Linked DNA regions of Rattus norvegicus: region 2 is linked to region 1. A link is a contact called in public Hi-C data. All regions are on one chromosome and are shown on one strand. Each heading gives the region's core, a stretch centred on a gene start, on an enhancer-like site or on the middle of the called end of the contact. The rest is flanking DNA. Distances are from core to core; before and after follow the strand shown. Region 1 has its middle 13 kb from the start of Klf13. Region 2 has its middle 60 kb from the start of Trpm1.

What was found. Hi-C and Micro-C count contacts between places; a contact is called where the count stands out from the background.
Region 2: a Hi-C map of Schwann cells shows a contact between it and region 1, with 4 times the contacts expected there. The contact joins two enhancer-like sites. A contact is called at or near these places in 4 of 12 Hi-C or Micro-C datasets (Schwann cells, frontal cortex, kidney and 1 more).

Annotation. Positions count from the first base shown.
Region 1 is chr1:126,958,184-126,964,923 of GRCr8, forward strand. No RefSeq gene overlaps it. Among named protein-coding and RNA genes, the nearest start is that of Klf13, 13 kb to the left of the region's middle. Within about 2 kb of position 3,793, at least 55 of the 93 cell types and tissues checked have an H3K27ac peak or open chromatin away from gene starts, as enhancers often do. A contact at or near this core is called in Schwann cells, where this site is marked.
Region 2 is chr1:127,067,225-127,074,585 of GRCr8, forward strand. No RefSeq gene overlaps it. Among named protein-coding and RNA genes, the nearest start is that of Trpm1, 60 kb to the right of the region's middle. Within about 2 kb of position 4,132, at least 42 of the 93 cell types and tissues checked have an H3K27ac peak or open chromatin away from gene starts, as enhancers often do. A contact at or near this core is called in Schwann cells, where this site is marked.

The DNA of each region.
Region 1 (6,740 bases), core at 2,543-5,042:
AAGAAACGCCCTGTGTCTCTTTTACGAACATGAGGTATTTAAGCGCTACAGGATCTAGCAATGGCTTCCCAGATCAGAGGCAGAACCAGACTCCACCCAGGGGCAGACATTTGAAATCGGCAACTCTCATCATCAGACTCACCTGGGTACCAAATAAGATGCAGCCTAGACATCTACTGGAATCCCTAACCCTACTCTCAAGAGGGCCTGGAACCTTACTTACAACTACCCCAGAGGTGCAGCCTTCCTCTATCTCAGCACATATGGAGGGCGGCACCGATTACAGACCGCAGAGCAACTCTTGGCACTAAAAAGAAGGCTGACTCTATCCTCTTCTACCTGCTGAGTTTCCTGGCGCTCCGAAGAGAATGGCTCCCTTTCCATTACGAAGATGCGGTCCCCAGCGCCCCCAAACGTTTTCTAAACGCCAACTGAGACTGAAAGGAGGAGCGAGCCAACAAGGAAAACATCTTGAACCCAACACGCCCACGACGTCCAGCCCCTCCCCTCAGGCAAGTCCTCTGCCTTTCACCAGATCGGTTACGGAGTGCTGCAAGTGGGAAACCACGGTGAAATATTCTGCACCAAGATTTCTCAATCCGATAGCTGTTCGCCGAACCCCCGCCCCAACTCAGCACTCTGGGTCCATCAAGTTATGAACCAAGCTCTCTGCTCCTCCCCCAAAGCCACACCCACCCCGGCAGCGGCTTTCCCTTGCAGAACTGGGAACCCGACACAAATCCCACCCACCTCCTGGGCTCACACACCACGAATTTCGACTCCGAATGCCGGGGGATGACACAGGCTTCACTCAACCCCATCACCTGCCACGTGGTTTAAGGAACCACAGCAAAGGGCTGGGACTCCTCATCCCCTGCCTTTATGGCCAAAGTTCTGAGTCGCCCCCCACCCACCCATCCCCGGCCTAGAGCTGGGGCTCGCTCCATTACAAATACACCGGCAGAAAGGCCTAGAGCTCTAGCCTCCACCGCTTCAGTGTCTTGAGCTTCTTGGTCTGCCACTTAACTGTTCTCACCAAGAAAGAACAGCCCCTAGTAACAAAGTAACGGAATTGAGTATTTTTGCTGTGAACTTGCCTCAAAGCTGTATAAAGAGTTAACTGTTACGAAAGAGTTTCCGTGAGCTCAAAGAAGAAAAAACAAAACCCTAAATGTTTGTGTTAACACCAAAAAATGGAGGGGGGGAACCTCCACATACGAATCAAATACCAAAAGCCCGCTGCAAAGCAGTGCCCGGAAACCACAGAAGTGAGTGACCCCCAAGCCACCCCAGGTTTCAGGCTTAAGCCGGCCGCCCCCGTACAGGTGCCACCTGCCTGTACCCAGTCCAGGAGCAGGTGAGAGTTGGATCAGAAAGGGCAGTGAACGGAGCGCGCATTTCTAGAGAAAGCGCAGCCCCACAGCGCAGCCCCCTGCGGCCGGGCGCGCCCCCGCCGGCCGGATGGGCTGGGGCTCCCACAAAGAGCCGCGGGGTGGGGAGCGAGGACTGGGACCGCCCCCCGCGTCGGCCAGCGCCGCCGCTGGGTCGGGTTGCGACAAATTAAACCTTAGAGCCCTGGAAAAATTACAGGAAGAAGAGAGCGAAGAATGTGCCGAGTGGCTGAAGAGAGCCCTGTCCCCGCGTGAACTTCGCCCGCCCCGGCCAGCCCCTCCCTCGCCAGAGCGCGCCCAGAGGCCTGGGGAGGGGGTGGCGAGACTCCAGCAACGGGAGCACCTACGCCCCAAAAGGGAGCGCCGCCCGTCCCCCCACCCCAACCACCTCCAGCGCACCTGCCCGCGCCGCCCGCAGCCCGGATGACGACATCTACCCCCGCGGCCCCGCCCCAAGAGCCCAGGAGGGGGCGTGCCCGATGGGGGCGCGGTCGCCGAGAGGGCGCCGGCTCGAAGCGCCACGGCCAGCGTCACGCGAGGCCGGAGCGCCAGGGCAGGGGCGCGGCCGCGATCGCCCTCAGCTCCCCGCTCCCCGCCCCCGGCCCCGGCCCCCTCTTGCGCTGAGCCCCGAGCTCTGGGGGCGTGGCCGGTCCCAAGCAGTCCCTAGTCCCCGCGTTCGCGGCGTCCCGGCCGCCCCACTGACCTGTGTGAGTTCTCAGGTGCGCCTTGAGGTGCGAAGATTTCCCGTAAACTTTCTCGCAGCCCGCGTAGTGGCACTTGTGCTTCCTCTGCGGGGACTCGAGGTCCGCGCGGCTGCGGCCCCGCCGACCCCTTTGTCTGAGGCCAGGCTCGCCGCTCCCCGCGGGGCCCGGCTCTGGCTCCAATGCCGCCTCGGGCTCGCTCCACGCGGGGCTGGGGGGCGCGGCCGGCGCGCCTGCTTGTCCAGGGGAAGCGGGCTCTGGGCCGGGCGGCGGCGCAGGGGGCGCGGGCGGCAGGCGGCAGGGGGTCCTCGCCTTGCGCGCAGCAGCCCCTTCTCTGCGTTCCGCGGGGGCGGGGGCCGGCGCCTGCTGGTTGAGGTCCGCTAGGATCCGAGCTACCACGAAAAGAGAGGCGCTGTCCTTGCCGTCGCGGCGCTCGTCAACGCGGGGCAGTGTGGGGGCGGCGGCGGCCGCGCCCTCGGGCCGGGGTTCAGGTCCTTCCCGCGGCTCGTGCACGACTGCGCGGCTGGACATGGACACGAGGCACTCGGCGGCAAAGTGGTCCACATAGGCGGCGGCTGCCATGCTGCGGGCTCGGGCGCGCGGTGCTCTCGCAGGAGTCGTCAGCGGCGCATCCGCACCCACGGCCTCCGGAGAGCGGCGGGGGGCGGGGGCGCGGCGCGCCCTCTTCTCCGGCTGGGCTGGGCTAGGCTGGGCGCGTAGCCGCTTCTGCCGTCACCCGCGCGGCTCCGCGTCCTCCTGGCCGGGCACTGGAGGGTGAGCGCATGGGGGGCTCCAGTGAGGTGGGTCCGCGTGCGGCGTCAGAACCGGCCTGTCCTAGGGACGTCGAGCGGCGGCGACGTTAGGCACGACCCCTGCAAGTTGCGGTCGCAGTTCCACCGTGCATTGTGGCAGGCGGGACAGCCTCCGTGCGCGCCGCGGCTCGGTGTGGGCGGACCGGCCCCGGGGGTGGGCGGGGCCGGGGCCACATCTGGACCCGACGTCAGCCCCCAGCCACATCCTGGCGGCGCAGGTTACAGGCGGCAGCGGCCGCAGGGAGCAGCGCGCACGAAGGGGGCGGGGAGCCTGGAGCGCGCACCGTCCCTCCGGTGCGGTCGCGCGCCCGCGTCTTAAGGGGCGTGGCCAGTGGCAGACGCGAACTCCATTGGCTCTAGAGTACTTTATCCGGCCAATCCGGACCTCTAGAGGGCCCTACTGGCCGCGGGACCTGCGCGCGCCAGTGGGCGTGTCCCCTGGGCCTGCAAGAGGAGGGGCGGAAATCGGAGCCGGGCGCGGGGCGCGCAGACGCATGACGTCCGAGGGTGGCGGGCCGCTGTGTAGCGGCGCAGGGCTAGGGCGCGTGCCTCCCGCAGCGGGAACCTCGCCGGGCCTTTCCATGCCAGAGCTTTTGTGAGCAGGCAGCAGTGGGTGGCACGAGGATGGCAACGCTGGGGAGGGCACCCTGTGGTCGCTCGGCCGGCTGGGAGTGCGGGCAAGGTGGCGTATCTGTCCCGGCCGGACCTAGGCGGCTGACCTCGCCTTTGGGCGGCACATTTCCGAACCTCACCCCACCGCAGCGGAGTTCTCGGGTGGCCGGGCTTGCATTGCAGTCTCCAGCCACCTCCTCACCCTGCTCCTACTGAGCTCAGGTCCTCGATGCAACCTTGGCCGGAGCCATGTCACTACTGGGGCCGCCCCGCCCCCGCGCGGCCGCACTGCCCTTGAGCCTATGTTAACCTGGCTGATGCAGGACCCACCACTGCCAGTGCTGAGAGAGTGAGCTACGTGCTGGGGCTGCGGTCGCGGCTGTTCAGGGAACGCAGGGCCCCTTCCTCCCCCTTCCTGCCCCAGGCCTGCTGCCAACTTCTCCAGGCCGCCCCTCTCCCACCGCGGTCGTGGAGGCTTCAAACACCACCAGCTGCGAGGACCCCGCCCAGGGCGCCCCACCCATCCACTGTCTGGGCCTCTGAAGGAAATGCTCCGCTGCGCCCTGCCGGGGCCTTCCAACTAGGCCACCTTGCTCTAAAGTCTAGACACACATTCATGTTCTTTCTCTCTGAACACTAGGCCACCGTAAGAGAGACCATAGCTTCCTACTGCCTTTGAACCAATCTTAATACACTCAGGACTGGCCGCAACTGCCTCTGACCTGTGAGGATAGGATCAGCAGCCTCTGCTTTTCGTTGTGGATGATGCCTGGAAATAAGTCAGCCACTGGCAAGTCAGGGAAAGCGACTGCCGGTTGGTTGACCCCAGTGGGTTAAAGGGTCGGTCATCTTACTGGAGAAAATTAAGAACTATGGCTCTGATTTTTAAGTTCTTCAAATTAAATGGGAGCCTAAAATAGAAAAGACTTTGGTTCCTGATAATCGGAGAAACATCGATTTGGTATTTTCAGTTGGGAAACTTGTTAATGTTTGAACACCCCTAAGTGTGAGCACACACCCTGAATTTCCTCACTGATGTCTTGTGGAGAAGCTGGATCAAGGCTTTGTAGGAGGGTCTCAACTTGGCAGAAAATAGTCATCTTTGTTCCAGGCAGATTGTGTTGATGACATTTAAGAGACTGTGTCCTGACCGAGGGATGACTCAGAAGGCTCCTCCATTCCCACCACATGCCACAGACAGTCATTTCATTGGGAAAGAGCTGGCCCCTACACTGCCTTTCTGGCCATGTATTCCTTCATGTCCCTCTGCGGCCAGGGGGGATTCGACAGTCTTTTTGGTGGTGCCCTCCTGGGCTCTGCCTACACTAGGACAAAGTGGACCTTTTTGGGACATGCATATTCACTGGACCTCCTTATAGGCTTCTAGGGTAGCCTGAGTCAATGGACCCTTCTGACATGCCCCATCCAATCTTTCTTCCTGATGGTCTCCCAAAGGGTTTTCCCCATTTAGATGTTATATACAAGCAGCATTACCTTGAATGATTTCTCACCATTTCACTTACCAAGTATGTAATGATTGAGCTCTCAAAGTTAACCTTTCTTGTCCCAACCCCAGATGGAAATACCCTAGGGGTTCAGTTCTGTTCTGCAGTTAATATCTCATAGCTCTGGGTCCATGTTTCTGTGCTAAGAGAATCTTGACAACAATAGTATAGGTAAGAGTAAGGATGTTTCCCTTTAGCTGGAAAGAAGAGGAAAACCAGCACAAAACAGACCTGGCTGGACCAAAGTGGGAGCAAGTGAGCCATAAGGGGACTAATGATGGGTGAGGTTTGGAGTGAAGGTGGTAGTTGTTCCTTTTGGAGCCTCTAAAGCAACCTTGGCTATAAGATACAAATCTCAACTATAAGACAAGAATGCACATGGACAGGAGTAGGAGAAGAAGCAAGCAGACAGTGAAGCTGAAACATGCCCAAGAAAATGAAAGCCTGAAATAGGAAGGAAGGTTTCCCCACAAGGGTCACAAATGGTGACACTGGGTACCTCTGGACGTGGAAGGGAAAGGAACTTGAAATAAGAATGGTCCTAAATGATTGTGCTAGAGTCTGTTCTGAGATATTCAGGTGGGCTGCCGGCTCTGTGTAGCCTCACAGCTGCCCCCTCCTCTTCCTGAGGAGAGACTGTATCTATCTAAAGGAGGCAGAGATCAGTCTCCAAACAGTGGCAGACAGAGGCAGTGGCGCTCATGTGCCTGCTGACAGCTACAAGCCCCTTTCAGGGGTTCCATGGCACAAGAAGCCAGGAAGCCTAGAAGAGGCCTTTGGGCTGAGCAAGCCAAGCCACAGGGAATGATCAACACAGTCTGACATCCATAGCTGCTCACGTAGTGTCCGATTAGTATACATACTACACAGAATGCCACAGTGAAAGGTGCTACTTGATACAGCACTTCTGGTCCGTCTCAGGCCTTCCCAGGCAAGTAAGAGTGGGCAGCTGAGCTGATAGGAAACCTTGCATCAGGAAACACAAAGCCACAATAGGTTGGTTTTTGTTTGGTTTTGTTCTTGCTAAGTAAGTTGTAGGAAATAAGCCATGTAGAGAGAGAGGTAAACATCAACAAAACCACCAATAATATCAACAGGGAAATGTTAAAAAAAAAAAAAAAACAAACCACCATCTACAAAGGGAAAGTGCGCGTGAAGGCATATTTAGGAGTAAAAGAAAGAGTTCTTGAAGTATCAAAGCGAAGTAGCAATCATATAAATGACACAGTTTCATTGGAAAGACTGAGAGAGAACATTAACCAGAAAGAATCCACAAAAACACAGAATGGAAAGGGAAAAAGGAAAATTAAAGAATCAACCAGAAAGTGCTTTGGTCAGTTAATAGGAACCCTAACATGGTGGCTGGAGAAAAGTCACTGAAGAATGAGTCCAAGGGAAGTCTTGACAATCAGAGACTGTGCGTTTGAAAGGCCATGGAGAGTAAGGGCATGAGAGAAGGTTCCCATACTGTATCTTACCACCCTTGAATTTCTGAGTGTCAGGGAAGGTGGCCTGATGGTAACTGTAGTCCCTTGCAAACTGGAGCCAGAGCAGTGGGCTTCTCACAGCTGAAGCAGCTGCTAGGATCAAAGAAACAGTCTGAGGGAAGACTACCGTAGCTGTCACCTAGCTAAACAGTGAACCAAACATAAGCATCCATCGGTAGACATGGATACATTCTAGGAAATGTCTCCTTGGGCAGTTAGGGTGCTGTGGGCA
Region 2 (7,361 bases), core at 2,882-5,381, 110 kb after region 1:
CAGCACTCGAGTAATTAATCCACAAGAGGCCCATGGGCTCTAAGCGTCAGTGGCAATCAGACACAACAAATAAAAATCAATACTTTCCTTGTGTACCAAGGAGATGACATTTGCAATGCCAACAAAAATCAGAAACAGTTAAAGACCTAATCAAAACATTCACAGGCTTAGGCAAGGGGAGAAAATTAGTTTTGTCTAAAGATATAAATTGAAAGACGTATTGCTTCCTAATGCGTATCTGAGTAGTGGATGTAGTTACAGAGCTCCTTGGTACACAGCCCTCTGCATTACGTTCTGCTGAGCTGGGTTTCTGCAAGTTTGTAACTAGGAGCTGCTAAGAAAGCAGAGGGTATAGGCGCTCACTGTCAAGCTCAGACTTGACCCCTGGTGCTCATATGGTGGAAGGAGAGAGAATTAATCCCACAAGTTGTCCTCTGACCTACAGGAATTCGACCGTACCGTCCCCCGGCATAAACACAAGAAGTAAACAGGCAAAGGTAACAGAGAAGGCTTTCGAAGAGCGTAACTAATACGCATTGTAGGACGGAAGCTGCCTCCAAACTAAACGGAGGAATAGAAGACCTCAGCAAGAACATGCTTATAGCACATGCTATATTCAGAGGTTTAAACCTTTGTATACAAAGGAAATCCGGGAAGGTCATGTGAAGGAGACGAGGAATCTTCACACACAGCAGTGTCACATATGCCAAAGTCAGAAATGAAAATTCTCACATGGAAAATTTCCAACCTCCAGTTCCATCACGGTAAGGTCCTGTTTTTGTATCAAAGAAACCTGGCACCAGAGAGATTAGAACCAACAAAGTTTTTCTCACGTTCTTTCAAGCAGAACCAATAGGACACACACACACACACACACACACACACACACACACACACACACACACACACACAGAGTCCCAACTTAATGGTGGTTGGACTTAGAGTTTTCCAGCTTTATCATGGTGCCAAAGTGACACTCATTCAGTCAAAGCCATACCTTGACGTCTCAGCAGGATTCTCTCAGGACCGCAGCTCAGGGAATGTGCTGCCCACAGTTAAGGTGGGTCCTCCCAACTCTAAAAACACAATCTAGAAACTCCCTCACGGATAAGCCCGGAGGTTTGTCTCCTAAGTAATTCTAGATTCATTAAGTTGACGATTAAACCGTCACACTGATTAAATGAGTTAAAGTCAAACTGTTTTCAATTTACAGCGGTTTTACTGGGGTACAGCTTTGCTGTTATTCAAGAAGCATCTTCTTTAAAAGATGAAGAATTCTCTTTCTCATTTGTTTTTATACATTCTACTGACTATTGTGTGTTGACGTGTGTGTGTGTGTGTGTGTGTGTGTGCGCACGCACGTGTGCACGTGTGCATGTGAGCACAGCACTCAAGCGCCTGTGGTACACATATCGTGGTATACACATGGAGGTCAGAGGATATCTTTGTGGAGTTGGACCTCTCAGTATTTCTCTGTGACCTTCAGGGATTGAACTCAGGCCATTAGTCTTGCTCATCAAGTGCATGAGCTATGTTTGGTGATCAAAAACCACAAACCGAGATGGGATCTGTGAGGGTAATAAAGAAACGTTGATTCTCCAGCCCTCCCATAGCGTCCTAGGCAATATGGAGCCACCACCCACCCACTCTAGGTCCCTGCTGCTGCCAGACTTCATACCACAGCTGGACAAAGCCACCCTCAGGCCACATTTTGTTCTGCTTCCAACTGTGATATTCAGAGCTTATGGGGGTGGGCGTGTCTCAGCCTAAAGGTCACCCAGCCAGTTTCCAAGGTCAGTGTGGGTCTCTGCCTTTGGCTATTCTCTATCCGTTACCTGAGGGAAACCATGGGTCCTGGCTTGTGGAAAGGGTCAAGTAAGTAGCAGGTTGGCTGCAAGCCCCCCCTCCCCCACTGTTCTTAAAACCCGTAAATGTGTGCAAGGCCGCCACTTCTCCCTCAGGTGTCTTAGAAAAGTGGCACTAAACAGTATTCTTAGTGAGAAAACAATTCTTGTAACATATGCACAGAAAGGCCTAGTCTTTACCTTACTGTCTGAAGCCAGCCAGACTCCAGCCCTAGCTGTCTCCTGTGAGCGAGGTGGGCATCCATCCACTCTTGCAGTGGCTCAGGCTCCTCCTTTGATAAATTCGGAGGACAGTGACAGTAGTGAACCTTTATGAGACATATGAGATGTGCCCAGACCCAGACCATAGCTTGGCATCTGGTAAATACTTAATTGCCCTCAGCTCTAGAACATTCTGCTCCAGTTTCTGTGACGAGCGAGTTAACATGCATCCTTGTGCTTGGCGAAGGTCTTTTTGTGAGGGACAATTTGTGAGCGTTTTTTGGCAAGCATTAGTACACACAGAGCACCTGAGACAGACAGTAGACTTTCTCAGGTGTGATGTTAGGCAGCCAGCCCCGCTCAGCTGGCCTTCGAGTGTCCTCTGAGAACAGAGAATGAGGCCACAGGACCCGTTCTTCTCAGGGTCAGGCTGACATCATCTTCAGCCACCTTCGTTCTTGCATCGTGGATCTGGCAGTTCCCCAAGTTCATAGGTAACGAATAAGTGGTCTTGTACAAAAATAATCAAGCCTGGAGAAGACTAGCTCGGGAGATGAGTGCGCAGAAAGGGGAAGACTGAACCTGGAGCCTCCGGGGCATGAGCTTGAGGCTGGAGTTCTGGAATCCTTAGCCTGGGGCTGATGAACTTCAGGGTTTCAAGGTTTCCTCCATAGCTGGCAGCAGGCTCTGGTGTGACCTTCCCCCTCCTCCCTCCTCCCTCCTCCCTCCTCCTCTCCTTCCTTCTCTGTCTTCCCTTCCCCTCCCTCTTCCCTTAGTCTCCCACTTCCCTAAGCCTTTCATGTGAGGGGTGTAGGGGAGGGAGAGCAGGTGGCACCCACCCTGCTAGGAGGGTGCGTTTATTCTGGGCTCTGACTTGGGAGGTGGGAGAGAAAATGGGTCAGCACCAGCAGCGACATGGCTGAGGCTGGAGGACAGGGCTTCTGTCTGTTGATGCCTCCCGTGCGACTTGAGATGGCATCCGCGCATGCACGCAGGCATGGGTGGGCGGGGCCGCCCACAGCGGGAATGGGGGCTTGAACAGCTGGGTGAGACTTCAAGACACCGGTGGCTGCCACCTACTATCCCTGACCCAGGCTACAGGCCCATAGATTAATCTCGGAGGTGTCGGATGTCTGGCTGCACTGTTCTGGGGACCATTGCAGGAGATGGGTGTGCAAGATGCCCTAGTGACGTTCCCATGACCCCTTTCTTGTGCCTGTTGTTCTACTACTGGCTTCCTCTGGGCAACTCTCATTCTGGGTGCCATCTTCCTCCGTGTCCCCTGCTGTCAGCCACATGCTTCAGCACCCTAAACCGGCTTTCTGGGGCGGAACAGGGCAGGTTTCAGGGAGCCCCGTCACCAGCGACGGATGTCTAGATGGTTCTTACCCTAGCCAGTCTAGCAGTGACCAGTCCTCGGGCTATTCCATCTTGCGCCTGTGCCTGCAGTTTGCCCTAACAGTCCCGAGATGCCTGCTTCTGTAGAATAGCTTAGAGCAAGAACTGGCCGCCAATCCTAGGGACTAGGGGTCTGGGCTAGTCTTTGCCTCCTTAGCTTGTTAGTGCTGCATGATGTCGGATGATGTTCCAGGCACTCTGAACTGCCCTGCCCGGGGCCTCTGTAGAAAGAGATAAGAAAGGCTCTCACTGACACTTTCCCTGCCTCCTGGCTCCCTCACACCGTTTGCACCCCTTAATAACTAGCCTGCCATAGTCCTTCCTCCTGATAGTGGGAGGCTTGAGGTCTTGAGGGGCTTGGGCTTGGCCCAGTCTCCCTCCAGGACTGCCAAGTCTGAGAAGTTATTTCCTGGTTTAGTATGAAGTCTCTGTTTACTGCATCATGGTACACACACACCCTTTTGTGTATTCAGCACCAGCCACAGTTAGCACCACGACACAGGCAACCGTTTCTGTCCTCCATCCGTCCCCATCCCCCCTCGTCGGCTGTATCTAGGTTGGTTGCCAGTGTGGCCCCATTGTTTGGCAAGCATTAGTTGTCTCCCAGGACTGCCTTTAGTTTGTGAGCTGTCTTCCTGTGTGTTCAGGCAGTGAGAGATACCCCAAGGGGTAGGACAGGGAAGTGGAACAGGAAGAGGGTAGAGAGGAGAGATGGGTGACGGCAGTTTTCAGTGTCTGGGGCTGAAGTGACTCTGGGGAAGTAACAAGTTCAGCTCTGCTGAGCAGCCGGCTGCAGTCAGACAGAACCGCTGATGAGGGAGCTATTCTGTCTCTCTTCATGCCTCTCCCTGAGGGAGAGAGGAAGGGTCCTTACCTGCCATTCCCAGGGGCACAGGATCAACTAAATCTTGGTGCAACAGAATGGAAGAAATCTTGACCCCCTACGAAGTCTAGAACTCTCAATTTCCCCATTACACACCCGCCCACTGACCCCTTGATCATGAAAATTTTTCTCCTTAAAAAAGTGGCAAACGGTCAGGACAAAGTAGTAAGTATGTTTTTTGAGTGTGACCCATAGATAATCAGAACTCAGTTTCTGATCCTGCAGGCCTTTGAGGAGGGAGAGCTTGGGCCCTGCCTCCGCCCACCCAGGATTCTTTTACCCCTGGGTTAAGCTGTGGCCAGTACTGCTGATTCTGCCCTTGGCGACACACGGGCCGCACCGGGCTCTGCCAGCTGGCTCCGAGGCTCTAGGATTTCAGACCAGTCATCAAACATAAATACAGAGCCCTGTGGGCCTCTTGAACACCACTCCCAAGAAAAGCAAGGCAGGGGCCCTGCCAGTTCAGTTATGAGAAAGACAGCAATTTAGTTTAACTTTGTTGTATTTGGCTTTTTAGTCTAGTTATCACCTTCTAGAATCTTCCTTCCTCTCTCTAAACTCCAGCCGAGTTCTAAGGTTCAGAAGTTCTCAGGGAAACCAACACTGGGTATAGAGACTTGGGAGAATTTTTTTTAATTATTTTTATTTTTTTATGAAGCAACTCTCTTTAATGTCTGTTTATGGTCAGGAACAGTCTGCAGCCTCCCATAGCAACGTCTGATTAAACAGTGCCCAAGCTATCCCGGGGCCATAGACAGATAATTGCCCTGCTTAATTTCCCCATTTGATGCATAATGAAAGCCTTGCTCATTTTGAATGTGTGGGAAAGAGACAACTTCAATATATTTGGACTCGCAGATGAATTTTTAGTATTGCTGTCCTGGCACGCGGTACTGTGGCCCTGGTTGTGTCTGTCATGGTTATCACACACGTTTGAAAACAGAACACGCTGTTGGTGCCAAACAGCAGCAGGGCGTGGAGGGGAGGCATCTTTGTCTATCTTTTATTAAATACAAGGCACACACATGGCAGGACGTGTCCCCCCCACCCCACCAGATAATAGGTGAGAATCATTTGTCATCAGCAGCCTTGCCGGGCCCTGTTGTCTTAGACCAGCCACAGGTTCTTCTCAAGCAAGAAACAAGTGTCTCCGTCTGTTCCTCCTCTGCGTAATTGTTGGTAATAGAGAGCCAGCATCAAGGTCTGCTGGGACTTAGCTGTGCTACTCTGGAAGTTTTACTTTGCTTTTCTGTGTCTTGTTTTATCTGTTAATGGATTGAAAGCTCATTCTTACCTTCCCCTCCACGGCTTCTTTCTTTGTATCATGTGTGCGCATGTATGTGTGTGCATTCATGTATGTGTGTGTGAATTTATGTGTATCTGTATGCATTCGTATGTGCATGTGAATTCATGTATTTTGTGTGCATTCTATGTGCATGTGCACATGTCCACGAATCTGAGAATCCAAGCCTACTTGTGTGAAAGCCTGCGTGTGTACAGCATTAGTGTGGAGGTCAGAGGGTAACCTCGTGTGAGCACTAGTCTTCCATTGTACATATGACAGCCCTGCTGGCGGATGAGCTGGGAATTCTCCTGTTTGTGTCTCCTACCTCCCTGTAGTCTGCTCGAGTTACAGCCGTGTGTGCCCACACCCAGGTTTACCTTGGTTCTAGAGATCTGCACTCAGATCCTTACCTTTGCCCAATAAGCACCTTACCCATTGAGCCATCTCCTCAGGCTCCTTCCTCTTTTAATTCTTCCTTCTTTCTTTCATTCTGCAAATTGCTAGTTCAAATATTACTAGAGGCGGAACAGGATGAAGCCCTCATGAGCGTCACTGTCAGCATAGAACAAATCTTGTTCCATCTATATCTATCTGCATTTACCCACCTTCGGAAGGTTTATCAATGAATGGCAACCTTAGAACTATGGGATCCCGACAGTGGAGACTGATGAACTAACTATCCAAGGGTTAGTTCTCCTGTTCATCTTGTCTAGGCATCATGTGGAAGCAGCCAACTCATGACTTGACTGGCATTGAAGAGCCTCTCATAAGGCTTTCCTCACTGGTCTGGCAATCAGGCGGGGTGGATCAGTTCTCCTCATGGCCTCTGCAGCAGGCTAGCTCGGGCTTGCTCCAACAGTGGCGGCATTCCAAGAGTTGCCAACGGCAAGAGAAGGCAAGCCCCAGTATGCAAGGACTTTACAAGCCCCTGCTTGCATTATGTTGGCTAACGTCTCATTAGCCAAAACAAGTCATGCAGCCAAACCCAGAATTCATGTAGGAGGGGATATGCAAAATAACCTTGAATCAGGGAGTAATGCCTCGGAGGCCATTACTACAGCAACTGTACGGCAAGAAGGTATTTCTAAAGGATAATGACTCTTCTCCCTTTTCACATAACCCAGGTCCATTATCACAGCCTACACGATTAACTACAAATCTTTACAATTGACATCCACTTAGTACTTAGAGTTTTCTAATTGTCACACAGATTGTTTCTAAATGATTGGTGCTGTGGTCTTGGGTTCACGTGTAGACCGCTCGATCCTAGCCAATGGCACTATTTTGGGAAGCTCTGGAGACTTTGGGACGTGGGGCCTACTCTCCAGTTATATCTAAGGGTGTGCCTTTGAAGGTTACACCTGGCCTCTTGCCCTTTCCTTCCTCTGCTTCTTGTACACCCTGAGGGGAGTAGCCAGCTTCTCCCTCCGCATGCTCTAACCACCATGATGCTCGTTCTAAAGTATGAGGCTAGGCAACCACCAAAGAGATCTCTGAAGGGTGAGACCGGGGAGAAGTTTGTTTCCTGAAGCTGCGTCCGTTGTCATAATGCGGACATTGAGTAAATGCTGAGTAAAGTGACTAACGTAGCTGCTTCAGGTCAAAGGATCCAAGCGAATGCCCATCGTGTTTGCATGCATCCCGTGAGTTTCACCAACACCATGGACGGGTAGTAGAAAGGCAGAACCCGAACTCAGCTTCTGCTGTACACTCCCACAGTGCAGATCAC